Linked DNA regions of Rattus norvegicus: region 2 is linked to region 1. The links are chromatin contacts, called in public Hi-C maps. All regions are on one chromosome and are shown on one strand. Each heading gives the region's core, a stretch centred on a gene start, on an enhancer-like site or on the middle of the called end of the contact. The rest is flanking DNA. Distances are from core to core; before and after follow the strand shown.

What was found. A called contact is a pair of places that touch in the nucleus more often than the background predicts.
Region 2: a contact with region 1 is called in a Hi-C map of Schwann cells, with 3 times the contacts expected there. The contact joins two enhancer-like sites. A contact is called at or near these places in 3 of 12 Hi-C or Micro-C datasets (the A7r5 cell line, Schwann cells and mammary epithelial cells).

The regions. Positions count from the first base shown.
Region 1 is chr2:31,124,146-31,131,201 of GRCr8, reverse strand. It overlaps Arhgef28 (Rho guanine nucleotide exchange factor 28), which reads left to right. Exons shown (of 36, transcript NM_001415065.1): 8 at 232-287; 9 at 789-849. Among named protein-coding and RNA genes, the nearest start is that of Arhgef28, 170 kb to the left of the region's middle. Within about 2 kb of position 2,056, at least 14 of the 93 cell types and tissues checked have an H3K27ac peak or open chromatin away from gene starts, as enhancers often do. A contact at or near this core is called in Schwann cells, where this site is marked.
Region 2 is chr2:31,244,570-31,251,766 of GRCr8, reverse strand. The region is part of intron 1 of Arhgef28 (Rho guanine nucleotide exchange factor 28); the gene reads left to right. Among named protein-coding and RNA genes, the nearest start is that of Arhgef28, 46 kb to the left of the region's middle. Within about 2 kb of position 5,801, at least 41 of the 93 cell types and tissues checked have an H3K27ac peak or open chromatin away from gene starts, as enhancers often do. A contact at or near this core is called in Schwann cells, where this site is marked.

The DNA.
Region 1 (7,056 bases), core at 807-3,306:
CACCCCAGGATTTCCCGAGAGAGCGCCCTGCCTTGTTTACATAGTAGTAACCCCAGCGTGTGTGCAGTCAGGCGATTACATACCTCAGTCTCTGGTAGAGTCGCCTGTTAACTAGCTAATCCCGTGCAGAGGGTCCTGGGTAGCTTGTATATACCTGTCATGTATTTTCGTTGTCTGTCTGTCTGTCTTTGCCTGTCTGTGTTTCTAACTAAAGAATTATTTCTTTTGCAGAGGTTAGGAATCTGGAGTCTGGCAGATCACCCTCAGAAGAGGAGGAGGATGGACAGGTGAGGAACCATGGTCACCTGGCCTCACTGTCATCTCTGTGTATCTCTCCAGAGTTAAAGTAGGTGTGACCATCGAACCTCCTGCTCATTCAAATCCACACGCAGGCAGGGCTATGCCCATAATCCAATTTCTTTTATTAGGATCACAATGGGCTACATGCTATGTATGACCCAAGCCTAGCTATCCTGAGTTGTCACCGTCGTAAGCACGAGATGATCAACCAGCGGCATCCTCCAGAACATGCTGTGGCTGGAAGCATCTCGTGCAGGATGTTTACTGATACTGCTTTACCCGTGGGCAGCTTCCAGGTGTGTGTTAGCTGGACACACATCCTTTCCTTATTTTTAGCTCCTGGGGCTAATTATAAGCATAGATGAGTCTCCTGTTTACGTGTTGCAGTGCGAGGGGTGTGCTTTCATGGACGTTTCCCAAGATCGTCAGTCTAGCCCTCGAGAATACAAAATCGTGTTAACGAGATTCCTCACCTGTGTCCGTTTCAGCTCGTCAAAAGCCAGGCCGACGGGCCGAGTGAACAGGAAGACCAGGACCGCCTAGTTTTGGGTATGTTCCAAAATGCTGCATTGCCTGTGGCCAGGGGTGGGCGCTGTGGGCCGTTTGCTTACTTCTTTCAGCCTTCCTAGTCAGTTTTCTCCTAGTCAGTTTTCTTTAACGTTTCAGTCATAACCTTACAACTCTCACTCACAATCTAAAAGTACATAGGAAGAACCCAAAACATTCCCCTGAGGGATTTCACCCGGCCAAACTCTGGAGTGGTAGTTGCCATAATTACCTCATGTCTCCGTGAGCCTGGAGAGTGGGCTTTGGGTACCATGCTACCTGTTACGCAGTGCCGCCCAATGCATCCCATGGAGATGAGTCTGGGTGGTCTGCACCCCACCCCCTGGGCCTCTGGAGAAGACCAGGCACTGCCATGTGCGTAGGTCCCTTAAGAGAGAAGGGTAGAGATGATTCTTTTCACAGACCTGAAAATTCTCATTTCTCTTCAGACGTCCTATTTCCCCCACCCGCCTCTGGGCTCCTCCGCTGCTTTCCCCTACACAGCCCTGGAATTATTTAGAGGCCAGCAGAGTAGAATGAAGTTTGAGTGGGAGAACAAGGGCCCGGCGGCTGCCATCAGATGCCCGGCGACTGGGATGTATGAGTCTTCTTCAGGTGCAGTGCAGCTGAGGCTGCTTGCACACTTGTCTTAGTGTTTCCATGGCCATGAACAGACACCATGACCAAGGCCACTCTTATAAAGGACAGCATTTACTTGGGGCTGGCTTACAGGTTCAGAAGCAAGGCAGCGTCCAGGCAGGCATGGCGCTGGAGGAACTGAGAGTTCTATATCTTGTTCCAAAGGCAAGAAGGAGAAGCCTATCTTGCAAGCAGCAAGGAGGAGGGCCTCAAAGCCTGCTCCTACAGTGACACACTTTCTCCAACAAGGCCACACCTACTCCCAGCAGTCCTATTCCCTATGGGCCAAGCCTATTCAAACCAACCACAACACTCAAAGGACACATGGGAACAGAGCTGTCTTGGAGGTGGCCCTGGGTGAGAAGGTTGCGGATGAGGCAAGTCCGCAGGCTAAGGAGAGTTGAGAGTGTATTATGTGGCAGAGGCAGCGGACATGTGGAGGCATCACCAGCAACTCGTGAGGGGGTTCCTGGAGGCCCTGGCATTGTGTTCAGCCTTCGTGGTAGACACGTGTCAGAGCTGTTACAACCGTTGGGAAATCCCATAGCCTAGAGAAGGCCAGGAGGAAGCACCCGCAGTGTTGGTTGACTGTGCTGCTCTGGGCTTGGCACTTCGCCAGCGGTGGTTTGCTGGATGTCCTGGCCTAAGGGGCCGCTAAACTTGGAACAGAGACTTAGTTGTGTTCCAAGCGGTGTGCACACATCTGTCGCTGTTGCTATAGAACAGGAGAAAAATAATTTATATCCAGAGCCCACAACAGGGGAAGAGGAAGGAGAAAACAAAACAAAACAAAACAAAACAACAACAAAGCAAACACTGAGGACTAGATGACTCCTGTGGGCCCCAAAGTCGGGAGCGTGGTTCTCCATGCACACAAGATGTCTCAGCTGCTGCCCATTGCACCCTGTTCTCACTCTCTCTCGGGAGTGTCAGCTTTGAAGAACGTTTACTCAGACACGTTGCTGGCAGAGGAGGGGGGTTGGCTGTTAGAAGTATTAAATAGTGGGATTATTTTTAATTTGGGACTCTTAAAACCTCTCCTCAGTCTCCTGCTGATGTACTTGTTGGGTGAGAAGAGTTTTGCTTTGTAAACTGCAGTAACCCTGCCCGGGCTGAGTGCTTAGTCAGTAACGTCATTGTGGCTGAGGAGGAACATTGGGAAGGCTGAGAGGAGAGAGAGAGAGAGAGAGAGAGAGAGAGAGAGAGAGAGAGAGAGAGAGAGAGGAAGGAGGAGGAGGAGGGGAAGGGGGAAGGGGGAAGGGGGAAAGGGGACAGGGAGTGAGGGAGGGGGGGCAGAGAGAGAGAGAGAGAGAGAGAGAGAGAGGAAGGAGGAGGGGAAGGGGGAAGGGGGAAAGGGGACAGGGAGTGAGGGAGAGGGGGCAGAGAGAGAGAGAGAGAGAGAGAGAGAGAGGAGGAGGGAAAGGGGGAAGGAGGAGAGGGGACAGGGAGCGAGGGAAAGGGGGGGTCGGGGGAGAGGGAGAGAGAGGCTGAACAAAACTTAACATGTAGCCATCTATGAAAAGGCCACGGACACGTCTTTCTGACTCCAGCATTTTCTCTCATTATTTAAACTTTTGAATGAAGAGGGAGAGAAGAAAATCTCCTGACTTTATGAAATAAAGTGAGAGTGGGCTTTAAAGGAACCCCTGAGACAGAAGAGAGAGCAGCCAGCAGTAACAGGCAGATGTAAACCAGAGGCAGAAAGAAGAAGCTGCTCCCCCAGAGGCCACTTCGAAACTCTTGTCTTTGAGTGAGCTGGTAGTCTGTCTGGACTCTTAGAACTACTAATAAAACATGCAGGATAGAAGTATGAGGGCTTTGCTGTATTGTATTACTTTAAACTGTGTGGTACAAATGTGGTGTTGTCTTGCAAACTCGATCAGTGTTGTTCTGGTGGAACTTTCCGTGTGATGGTTGTCCGGAAGTTGCTGCTTGAGTGAAGTCCTGGTGTCTTAGCGGAATCACAGAAGCTCCTGGAAAGTGATGGCGCTGCTCTGTCAGCTGGGATTATAGAGCGTGAGTGAGGCTGTACGGGCCACAGACCTGACTCTCACACTGAGGCTAAACTTCCTGCAGTTAACGAGTCGCCGGTGCTCTCCATTGGATTAGAGATTGTATGCGTGCATTCGGCTAGAGTTGTGTGTCATGTAGCTATGGGCATGGAAAGAAACATGAGGGACCCGTGAAACTGAGATGGTGAGACAAGAGCATGGGGGCGTGTCTTGACTCTTCCTGTGGGGGGAGGGGTGGGGAGCTAGAGCACATCTCGAGGTGAGCGAGGGTGGGGTGGCGAATGGAACTGGTTGGCGCTCTTCTTGGGAAGTTTCAAGACTGATAGGCTCTGGCAAGAAGCCATACTTTATCTGCTGCTGCAGATTTGGCTGGCAGACAGAGGGCTTGGCACAGTGCAGAGCTTTTAAACAGAATCTTGGTTAAGTAAGACTTTGCAGAGGAACTGGGGAGATGGCTCAGTGGTTACGGGTACCTGCTGCCCTTGCGGGGGACCAGAGCTCGATTCCCAGCACCTGTAGCAATATAGTTCCCGGGGTTCCAATGCCCTCTTCTGGCCTCTTTGGGCACTGCATGCCTTCACTGCGTAGTTCACATACGCGAGTGAATTCATAGACGTAAGTTAAAATTAAAGCTTTAAAAGCTTTTAAGGAGAAATTAGTCTTCTATAGCTAGAGAAGATATCAACTAGGGTTAGAAGAAAATGTATTCGCTGTCTACCCAAGATGGTTCCTATGAATTTGGCTATAACATGAATTTGGCTATAACATGAATTTGGCTATAACTCCTCCCTGGGCTTTTTTTTTTTTTTTTTTTTTTTTTTTAAAGAGTTGTCACCAGGCAAAAAATGTCCTTTTACCCTTCGTTATTTACTTTGTGTTAAGTAACTACTGTCTAAGAAAGTCCCTTAAAAGGTTGCTGTACACACTTTTCACAACGTGCACAAATGCTTTTGCAAGAAGAAAAGGAAAATGGGTGTCCACTGTAGATGTAGACCGGGCATGGCCAACTCATGCAGGGGTTCAAATTGCAAATATTTTAAACACGTTGGGCCCTGGTTTTCATTTCTAATAATGTTTTCCTTGTCTTGATAAGGTTTTCCTCGTCTTAGAGTATTTATTTTTAATGGATACATGTGTTCTGCCTGCATGTATGTCTGTGAACCATTCAGCAAATGTATGCAGTACCCATATATGGGCCTGGTGCCCTGAGAGAGCATCAGATCCCCCGGAACTGGAGTAACAGATGGTTGTGAGTGGACAAGTGGGTGCTAAGAATCAAACCCACATCATCCCAGAAATAGCTAGTGCTCCTAACCGCTGAGCTAACTCTTTAGCCCCGATTTTTTAAATTTTTAAACAGTATTTTTATTATTTGTACATTCTACACATTTATATAATAGATATTGATCACTGTTACCTTTGGGTCATTTGTTGCTTATGTTGTTATTTTTTTCAGATTAGGGACTCATGTAGCCCAGGCTGGCCTCAGACTCACCAAGTAGGTGAGGATATCCTAAACTCCAGACAATCCTGCCTTCACCCCCCACATACTGAGATTAAAGTCTGCACTATGACATCTGGCTATAATTTTGAGTCATTTCATTTCGATTGTCTATTACATATAATCCAAGAAAAGGAAAACTTTTGGTGGATGTTGGGACAGGGAGGGCAAACACTAGGGGGACAGATGAACTGAAGCTGACTGTGGGTAGAAACCCAACTTCGTAATCAAACAAAACAGCAAAAACCATTTGGGAAGAAATTGATACAGAGGGATGTGAGGCTGGGATTTCTCACCAGGCAGCACACAGGCCTGCCAAGCCCCCATGCAAAGTTTCGTAGGGATATCAGCAGAGGAATTGAAGATCCAGCAGAACAGCTCCTTGGTCTTGGCTCCTAGAGGTGAGGCACAGAGTGCGCTCAGTAGTGCTGTCTCCCCTCCCACACTGTCAACTAATAATTACTAATTAAGTGACTTCTCATATCTACTGATAGTAGTGGCCACAGAGCTATAAATGCTCATGAAAACAGCCCATGTTAATCACCTGTGAATGAGACAATGGATACAGTCTAGGAGCCAGAGCCCTCCCCGACCCTTCCCCATCTCCTCCTCCCCCTCCCTTCCCCCTCCCTTTCCTCACCCCTCCTCCTCCACTTCCCCTCCCCCACCCACCCCTCTCCCTCCCCCTCCCCTCCCCCTACTCCTCTGGTGCGATTTCACTATGCACCATCTCTGTCAAGGCCTTGGGAATGTCGGATGAAATCTGAATGTTGTGTGAAAAGAGAGGAAAGATGGGCTCTTCAAGACTCTTGGACTTCTAGAAAGTCAGCTTTTGAGTCTAATTTTTGGTAGATCTCATTACAGCGTGGGCTCTCTCTCTCTCTCTCTCTCTCTCTCTCTCTCTCTCTCTCCATCCCTCCCTTCCTCCCTCCCCCCCTTTATATTTCAGCTTTTGGGTGGAGGTGGGTGGCATTTCTCTATAACGAACTAATTTCTCCCATGATTTGGAGTAAAGGGCCTGGGGACAGAGAACTCTTCCAAGAAGGGGATTACAAACGCAGAGTTATTTGTATAAAACCGGGCTGCTTTTAATTCTTTTTGTTCCTTTCGAATTGGTGGCCTTCGAGGTTTGAAAAATAGTTTTGGTAGGAAAAAGTTGCTGGCCTAGGCGTTTGGCTGCACGCCTGTTTCAAGGTCCGTTTGGTTCTCCGGCTGAGTTCTGCCCCTTTGTGTTTGTGGCCTCCTTGTTTGGGTAAAGTTTGCCTCGTGGAAGGTGGGAAAGAAATGCTTCTTTTCTCTTAAATGAGATTACTGGAGTATTTGTTGACAAGCACTTATCCCTTAAATCGAAGGAAAGACTATGGGGGCGGGGTTAGGTTATTAGAAACTGTAATCCGAGGGCTTAGAGAACAAGAAATGCCTCACAAAGTTGTCAAGTCGAAGGATGCTTTTCTTATTGCTTGTTCTAAGATGTGCAATGGAAAGAGAAACAAAAAAGGCGTGGAAACCACTTGAGCTGCTGCTGCCAGAAGGCCCCTGCCTTGTTCTGAGCCTTGCCTACACACCAGGATGGGAACTCTAGAATCCTGAAGCTGGCCCTAAGGTCCCAGTTGGTCTAGATGGAGCATGTACGTCAAGACTTTGCAAAGGACTCCATGTGGGTCGTAGGGGGAGTCGAGGCTGAAAGCCCAGCTAGGGTTCTCTGGAAGCCCCGTGACTTTGGGGTCGGTGCCACACTACCTAGTTCTCAGTACCTTTACCACTGAGAAGCGGAGCTGCACTCATGTCTCCAGTGATTGAGAAAGGAGTGAGGGGAAACCTGTTTATGTTAGCTTTGTCAATTCTCAGCAGTCACTTCCGTCTCATTCTTAGGAAAGCTGTGGACTTCTGTGCCTTTTATTTCCTTGACCCAGCTTCTCATGTGTATACCTTGTTGTATGTAGTCATCATGTTTTCCCTAACTTCTTGGATGTGAGAGTGTTTTACCCTTCCCTGGGTTTTGACGGTCTTACAGTTTTGAGGGGTGTTATAGATGTTCCACAGATGGAATTTAAATGT
Region 2 (7,197 bases), core at 4,552-7,051, 120 kb before region 1:
TTCTTAAGCCTTCCTATCTAGTCCCAACCTAAAGGCTACCACATTCTCTCAAAACTAACTCAGGCTTTCTGTTCTTCAGAGACCAGGCTTGGTGCCTCCCCTGCTGATGGACCGTTGTGTGTGTGTCAGCTTTTCAGCTCTTCCTGCCTCCACATGTACTCTGGGACTTCATCCTCCCCACCCCTTTCTCACAGAGCTGGCCTTTCCTCTAGAACAGGACCCCCACCCCCACCACAGCACCTGCCTACTACATAATTGGCACTCAGTAAATATTTTCAGAGCAATTGAGTGTTTATATTGTCTTCAATGTTTGTCTGTTCCCGTAGGTCATTATTTACTTAGTTCACGTGTGCATATCTTTCCTTTCAGATAAGTAGAACGATACTGAAAGGGGGGAGGGGCTGCTTTATTATCTGGTCTTACAGCAGTAATTTATTATCTGGTCTTACTGCGCAACTAAACGCTTCGAAAGCAGTCGTATTTCTAAGGCTAAATCTCAGTGCTTCAAATCTTTGCTGGAAGGTCGTTTCTAAATGCTAAAAGACAGTTGCTTTAGAGAATCTCCAGCATTCATACTTTGCCCTTTGGTTTTATGGGTGTATCATTAGCATTCCATCTGAGGAGTTTCTCAACTTTTAGGGGTGAAGTAACGTACTCACGGAGCCCCGTGGTGATGATACGGAGTCTGGTGAGGTCAGGAAGCAAGAGGCTTGTCCTGCACAGCCACAGCTGCAGTCCTAAATACAGATGAGAGCCCGAGGCGGGAGGTATGGCCAGCTCCAGAGTGCTCAGTACTGTTAATTTCTAAGAACACTCAGGTAGCAGGGGATAGCCCACGAGTCTGTTTCCCAGCTCTTTTCTCTGTCTCACTGACCTCTCTCCAGTCTCTTCGGCACTCTTTGGGTCAGCGTTGTAGAGATACAACTTGAGGTAAGGTCTTGCCCCACTTGAAGCCCTTCTGTGGTTTCTTGTTGCCTCTTAAGGGGGTTTTCAACCAAAAGAATGTAAGCGTTCTCTTGGATCTCAAAAATCTTAAATTAAGGACCTCCATGGGAGAACGCATTTCATGATTTTGCCTGTTTTGGTTTTGCTCGTAACTAACACACCTTATTAGTTTAGACATATTACTGCCTCAGTGGATTCGGCAATCTTTTGCCATTTCAAAGATTTAAGTTCAGTCTTTTAAATAAACTCAGTTTATGTTTTATGTGTCTGAGTCACTTGCCTGCATATATGTCTGTGTAACACGTGTGTGCTTCATGCCCACAGAGATCAGAAGGCGATGTCGGGTCTCCTGCTTGTAAGCTGCCATGTTGGTATAGGGAGCCTGGGCCTCCTGGAAGAGCATCGAGGGCTGAGCCTTCTCTTCAGCCCCTTTCTCAAAGGACAAAGCTTTTCTGTCACACAAAAATGCTTAAACAAAATGGAGCAAGCAGTAAAGAAATTCTAATCATGTTTCTAGTAACTACGACAAGAATCAACACAGGGGAACGAGAGAGCGAGAGGGTGTGAGCAAGCAAGAGACCTTTCCTGGCTACCACGAAAGGGAAAAGGTCGATTAGGACACATGTGCTCTGGAAGGATCCTTTCCATTGGAATTTTTATTGAAACAATCATGAAATCCCATGCAGTTGTCAGAAACAAGAGGAGGCCCTTTGTATACGCCGTTCTATTCTGCTCCAGGCTTACAACTTACAGAACTTAATATTTTAACCAGTGGCTGGAGAGATGGCTCAAATACTCAGTACTTCTTGTTCTCCCAGAGAACCTGACTTCAGTTTCCCAGTTTCACAATCACAACCAGCAGTAACTCCAGCTTCAGGGGTTCTCATATCCTCCTCTGGCTTCCACAGCTACACACACACACACACACACACACACACACATACACACACACACACACACACACACACACACACACACACACACACACCTTTAAAAAGTCTCCAGGAGCTAAAGAGAGAGCTCAGCATTTGAGAGCACTGGTTGCCAGAGGACCTAGGTTTCCTTCCCAGCACCCCACAACCTCTGTTACTCTGGTTTCAGGGGATTATATAACCTCTTCCGGCCTCTTTGGGCAGTAGGTACACATGCGGTGCATGTACACGCATGCAGTGTAAACACTCATACCTATGAAATAAAATAAATATCAAATAATAAAAACTAGGGCAGAGTTCTATAGGCCTTGATACGTCAGCCTTGCCCAGGCTTTCCACTTTACGTCTGTGAGTCAGCTTGTGCTTTTAATGTCTATGCTGTACCATTTTGTAACTCATCTACCCTCTACCATGTCAGACACTGGACAGCAAGACAGCCTCAAGTGTGTTGCTCCTTTTTGTAATCATAATTATCTTTCTACTTTTACCGCTCAACTGTCTTTAAGATTTATTTATTTTATGCATGTGAGTACACAGTAGCTGTCTTTAGACACAGGAAGAGGGCATTGGATCCCATTACAGATGGTTGTGAGCCACCATGTGGTTGCTGGGATTTGAACTCAGGACCTCTGGGAGAGCAGTCAGTGCTCCTAACCACTGAGCCATCTCTCTAGCCCATCAACTACCAGTCTGTCCCCATTCGAATGGCGTTTTTCTTTTATAAAATGTGTATGGAATTGTATTGTCTACACTTTCTGGGGTTGGCTTTTATTGCTCAATGTAACTTCCTGCAGTTTTTTAAAGACCTGTTTCTATTATTATCGATTGTGTATCTGTGTATAAGTATACACACATGAATACAGATGATTAGAGAGGCAAGAGGCGCTGGTTCCTCCTGGAGCTGTCCCACATGGGTTCTGGAAACTGAATCTAGGCTCCCACTTGCTAAGTCATCACTCTAGCCTCGCTTCCTGATGTTCTATCTATGTGGCTGTCTATCACCGTTTTCGTCCTTTGTATTGGTAAATAGTGTGTGGTTGTTACTTTACATCTGTGGGTAGGGATCGGCCCAGGACTTCCCCTGCATACCTGAATCAGAGGATGCTCAAGCCTTATAAAGATGATGTATTAGCATATAGCGTATGTGACCCCTCCCATATATTCTAACTTACCTCAAGATTACTTATAACACCTAATAACTTACCAGCATTAGTCAAGTAATACTGTATTGCTTGAGGAAATAATAATGAGAAAAAAAATCTGTACAGGTTTAGTTCAGAGGCAACCTTTATAAGCCTATGGCACATTCTGTCTGTGTTTGGTAGGATGCATAGATACAGAAGCCAGGAATGCAGAGACCCACTAACGTTCCTGTGATGATCTGTGCTCTAGAGTTGATCTATTAGGGCTGTTGAAGGACATCTGGGAACGTCTAGTTTGGTCTGTTTGGAAAAGCCATTGGTGCAAATGCTGGTAGTCCTTCTGTGCTTGTTTTTAGGAATCCCCTGGATGTTCAGTGCCCGTATCCTTTCGTATCCCACCAGCACCGTGGGTTTTCCCATCCTCTCTCCTGTGCGCCTGCTCTTACTGTTTCAACCATATTGACTGGCAGGTCACTGTGGTGTGAATTTCCATGTCCCCAGTGGCTAAGGGTGTGGAACACCTTGTCATGTGTTTATTGCCTTCTGTGTACTCCTGACAGTGAAACGCTGGTCCCTGGCCTCTGTGTGTGTATTTACTTGCCAGCGAGATTGGTTTTCAAGTTCTTTGTCAGGTACATGTCTGACAAACTAGTCCCTTAGCCCATACTACGTTTGCTCAGTGTCCTAACATCAGCTTTCACAAAACAGATCAATCTTGGTAGAATATAGACTCCAGTTCTCATGGCCCACTGAGGACCCAATGTAAGCTTTAAACTCTTGACAGAAAATACACAGGAACAAAATTTTATATTCATTTCATGGAATTCATGGCTCTATAAAAGCCATCCATAGAACATATATTATAAACTCGTGGTTTAATCGACATATTAATTTCTAGAAATTCCATATTTGACCCCAGAAAAAAAATCCCACCTTTCTTTTCAGTGAAGTAAAAGGGGAGGCCCTGTCGCTTGTGTGATGAGGGAGCCAGGCAAACTTCCGAGTAAGGCTTAGCATTGCACTTAGTTCGCAGTCCTTTCTCAGGAACGTTCCATTTGTCTTCTCTTTGTCCTCCTTGCTGCTTCACGTTTCTGTAGACAGAACACTTGCAATACGCAGACCCGTCTTTCTCACCGAATCCAGACTTTCAGACATCAGCGAGTGCACAGATGTGGGGCCGCCCTGCCTGCTGGCTCACTTTTAGCGGCAGGACCTTGTATGACTTTTTGTTTCCACGTTCTAACATTCTAAAATGGAACTGAACTAGCTTTCTGAAATGCTGGTCGTGCCCAGACGTGGAGCTAGCAGGAGCAGGGCCTGCATTGAACTGAAGGCATTACGTCTGCCATGAGGAGAAAGCTGAGCAAACCCTGGGATAAACATGTAGTAAGGAATATTATTGGTTGATGTCTGCCAAAGGACCCTTCCCCTTATACCCCTTCTTGTTTGTGTTTGTGTGTGTGTGTATATATATATATATATATATATATATATATATACACACAATCATATATATATGATTATATATGATTATATATAATCATATATGTATGATTATATATATATATGAATTTAGGTATGTATTTTGTGTGTGTGCATGTGTTTGTGTATGTGTGTGTGCATGCATGTGTGCACATGCATACATGCATGTGTGTATGCATGCATCTCTGTGGACATGTTAAAGTGTATGTGCCTATGGGAGGCCACTGGTTGATGACGTGGGAATCTTTCTCTATTACTCTAGTTACTTTTTTGAGACAGACTCTCTTATGATTCTACCAGATTAACTGGCCAGAAAACCCCAGGGATCCTTCTTTCTGTCCCCACCCCTCAGCCCAGGGACTCTGGAGCACACAGTGCTGCTCCTGGCTTTCTTGCTGGTGATCCATGCTTAGCTACTCACGATTGTATCAGCACTTCACTGAACGAGCCATCTCCTCAACCCCAGAGCTCCATTCTGTTACACACGTGGTGGGTAACGTTCTAGGGACAGATTCTGTAGAGACAGATGCTGTTCTCTCTGGCTTCAGCGCCTTGAACTCTGTATCTGCATCAAGCCTGTCTTCACGTGGAACCCCTTACATCTGAGGACTCCCTCGTCTCTTGATGCTGGCTTCATACCATAGCCTTCTGCCAGTCTCCATTTCTTATATCCAACTGCTTCATCCTACCACACTGTGAACACTTTGACAGGCTCCAGAGTGCTTTATGCATTGTCCACGAAAGTGAGTTGACATTGGCAAATTTTTGCTAAGGAGGGAATTGAAGTGTTGAAAGGTTGAGTCCCCTCAGGATGCTTGGACGATAACTGAGCTTTGTGTTGACTCTAAGCAGTACACTGAAAAGGCTCTCAGAATCAGGAAAAGTTCAGTAGATTTGGAGAAAGCTTTTTAAGGCCTTGATCGCTTTGTCTATGTGCAAATATATCCCGAGAAGTACAAATGAACGTGCCAGGCTTGGCGGAACATTCTGTTAGCAGCCAACTCGTTCTCCTCTTTGTACTTCATAAACATCCTCTAATTTAGGCTGCAATATTTCAGACTGACTGGCTCTCCTTCCTCCCCACTCCCCCATTAGCTTGCATTAATGAGATCCTATTGAAGAGTTACTGTGTTGCCGTTTCCCCCATCTAATCTTCAGACATGTCCCCAGCGAGTTTATGAAACAGTCTAGCTTTTCTCTTACAGCTGCAAGGCTTGCATGACTCAGCTATATGGCTCTACTCAGAGGCAGGCTTATACAGTCCGCATTGTGTACGCCACAGTGGCTTCATGCCTAAATGCTCCCTCCTCACGCATTTCCCTTGTGCTAGCATCAAAGGCATCCTCTGAGACTCGGCCTCGCAGCCTAGAGTGTGCAGTCCTTTCTTTCTCCACTAGCATCACAGTTGAGTTGGGCACCATTAGCTGTGCCATTTGCTGAGGGGCCTTATGCATGCTGTCATTTTTTCATTTTGTATGAATCCAATGAATCCAGAGAGTGATCAGAGAGGGAAATAACTCTCTCTCTCTCTCCCTCGGTGTCTGTCTGTCTGCTCTCTCTGCCTCTCTCTCTCTCTCTCTCTCTCTCTGTCTCTCAGTGATTTAGGATGATATATATATATATATATATATATATATATATATATATATATATGTGTGTGTGTGTGTGTGTGTGTGTGTGTGTGTGTGTGTGTGTGTGTTGTTGTTGTTGTTGTAAAAATATAAAAAAATAAAAAAGTATTGGTGTCTTTTATCCCGCTAGAAGTCCAGGTGTCCCAAGATATCTGCTAGACATCTTGGCGGAAACACATCCCAACTTTGCTGCAGCGGCCCACTGTCTCCAGCCACTGCACTTTCCTACACTCAAACCCTCACATAAAAGAACACACAACACAATAATCTTAGATCCAATTGATAAGATATAATTGCCCACTTAAACATACAAAGTCCGGTACCATCCATCCCTTAAGAACATTGATAACAACCTGTAAATACACAGAGCGGAATTTTAACATCAGCCTCCATTGTGCTGCCACGGCTTCTCGGCCTCTCCTCCTCCTCTCTTTGTTCCAGTCTCCTCCTCTTCCTTCAAACTTTTCTCCCGCCCATCCTTCCTTCTCATCCAATGACAGGCCTCCTTCTATCTTGTACCTGCCTCACCTGTGACATCATTCCCCCCATATCTATATATCTATATCTATATCTATATATCTGCTAAGAGTGATTGATTGCATGTATTAAATCTGCGCTGCCAAATTTGATTTGCAAAGCATGGTTATGACTTTTATCCCCTTTGCATTGTCTGAGGCTGCTGTCTCATGATTTTTCCATGTCACTTGCTAGCGGGCCTATGCTACATTCTCACTGATAAATTGCTTACATAAATCTTAAACATTTCTCCCAAGGATCCTTTTCTCAACTCTATAAAAAACATATACCTTAAAGCCTTTTGAGTTTTAAAGTGATTTATATTTCATTGCACTGTTTGCAAATCCCAGGGAGATAAAAACTTGCAAACCATCAAAACCCCTGCTGCTCTGCAGAGGTACAAGAGCTGGAGTGCAGGCAGGGCAGGTGAGCGGGAAGGGCGGGAAGGGCGCCGCTTACCCCTTAAATTTGCAAGCGTAGTGTGGAAGCCTCTGTTTAAGCCTCTGTTTCCCCTATATTCTTCAGGCTGCCGTGTTTGAGTAGTTAGTA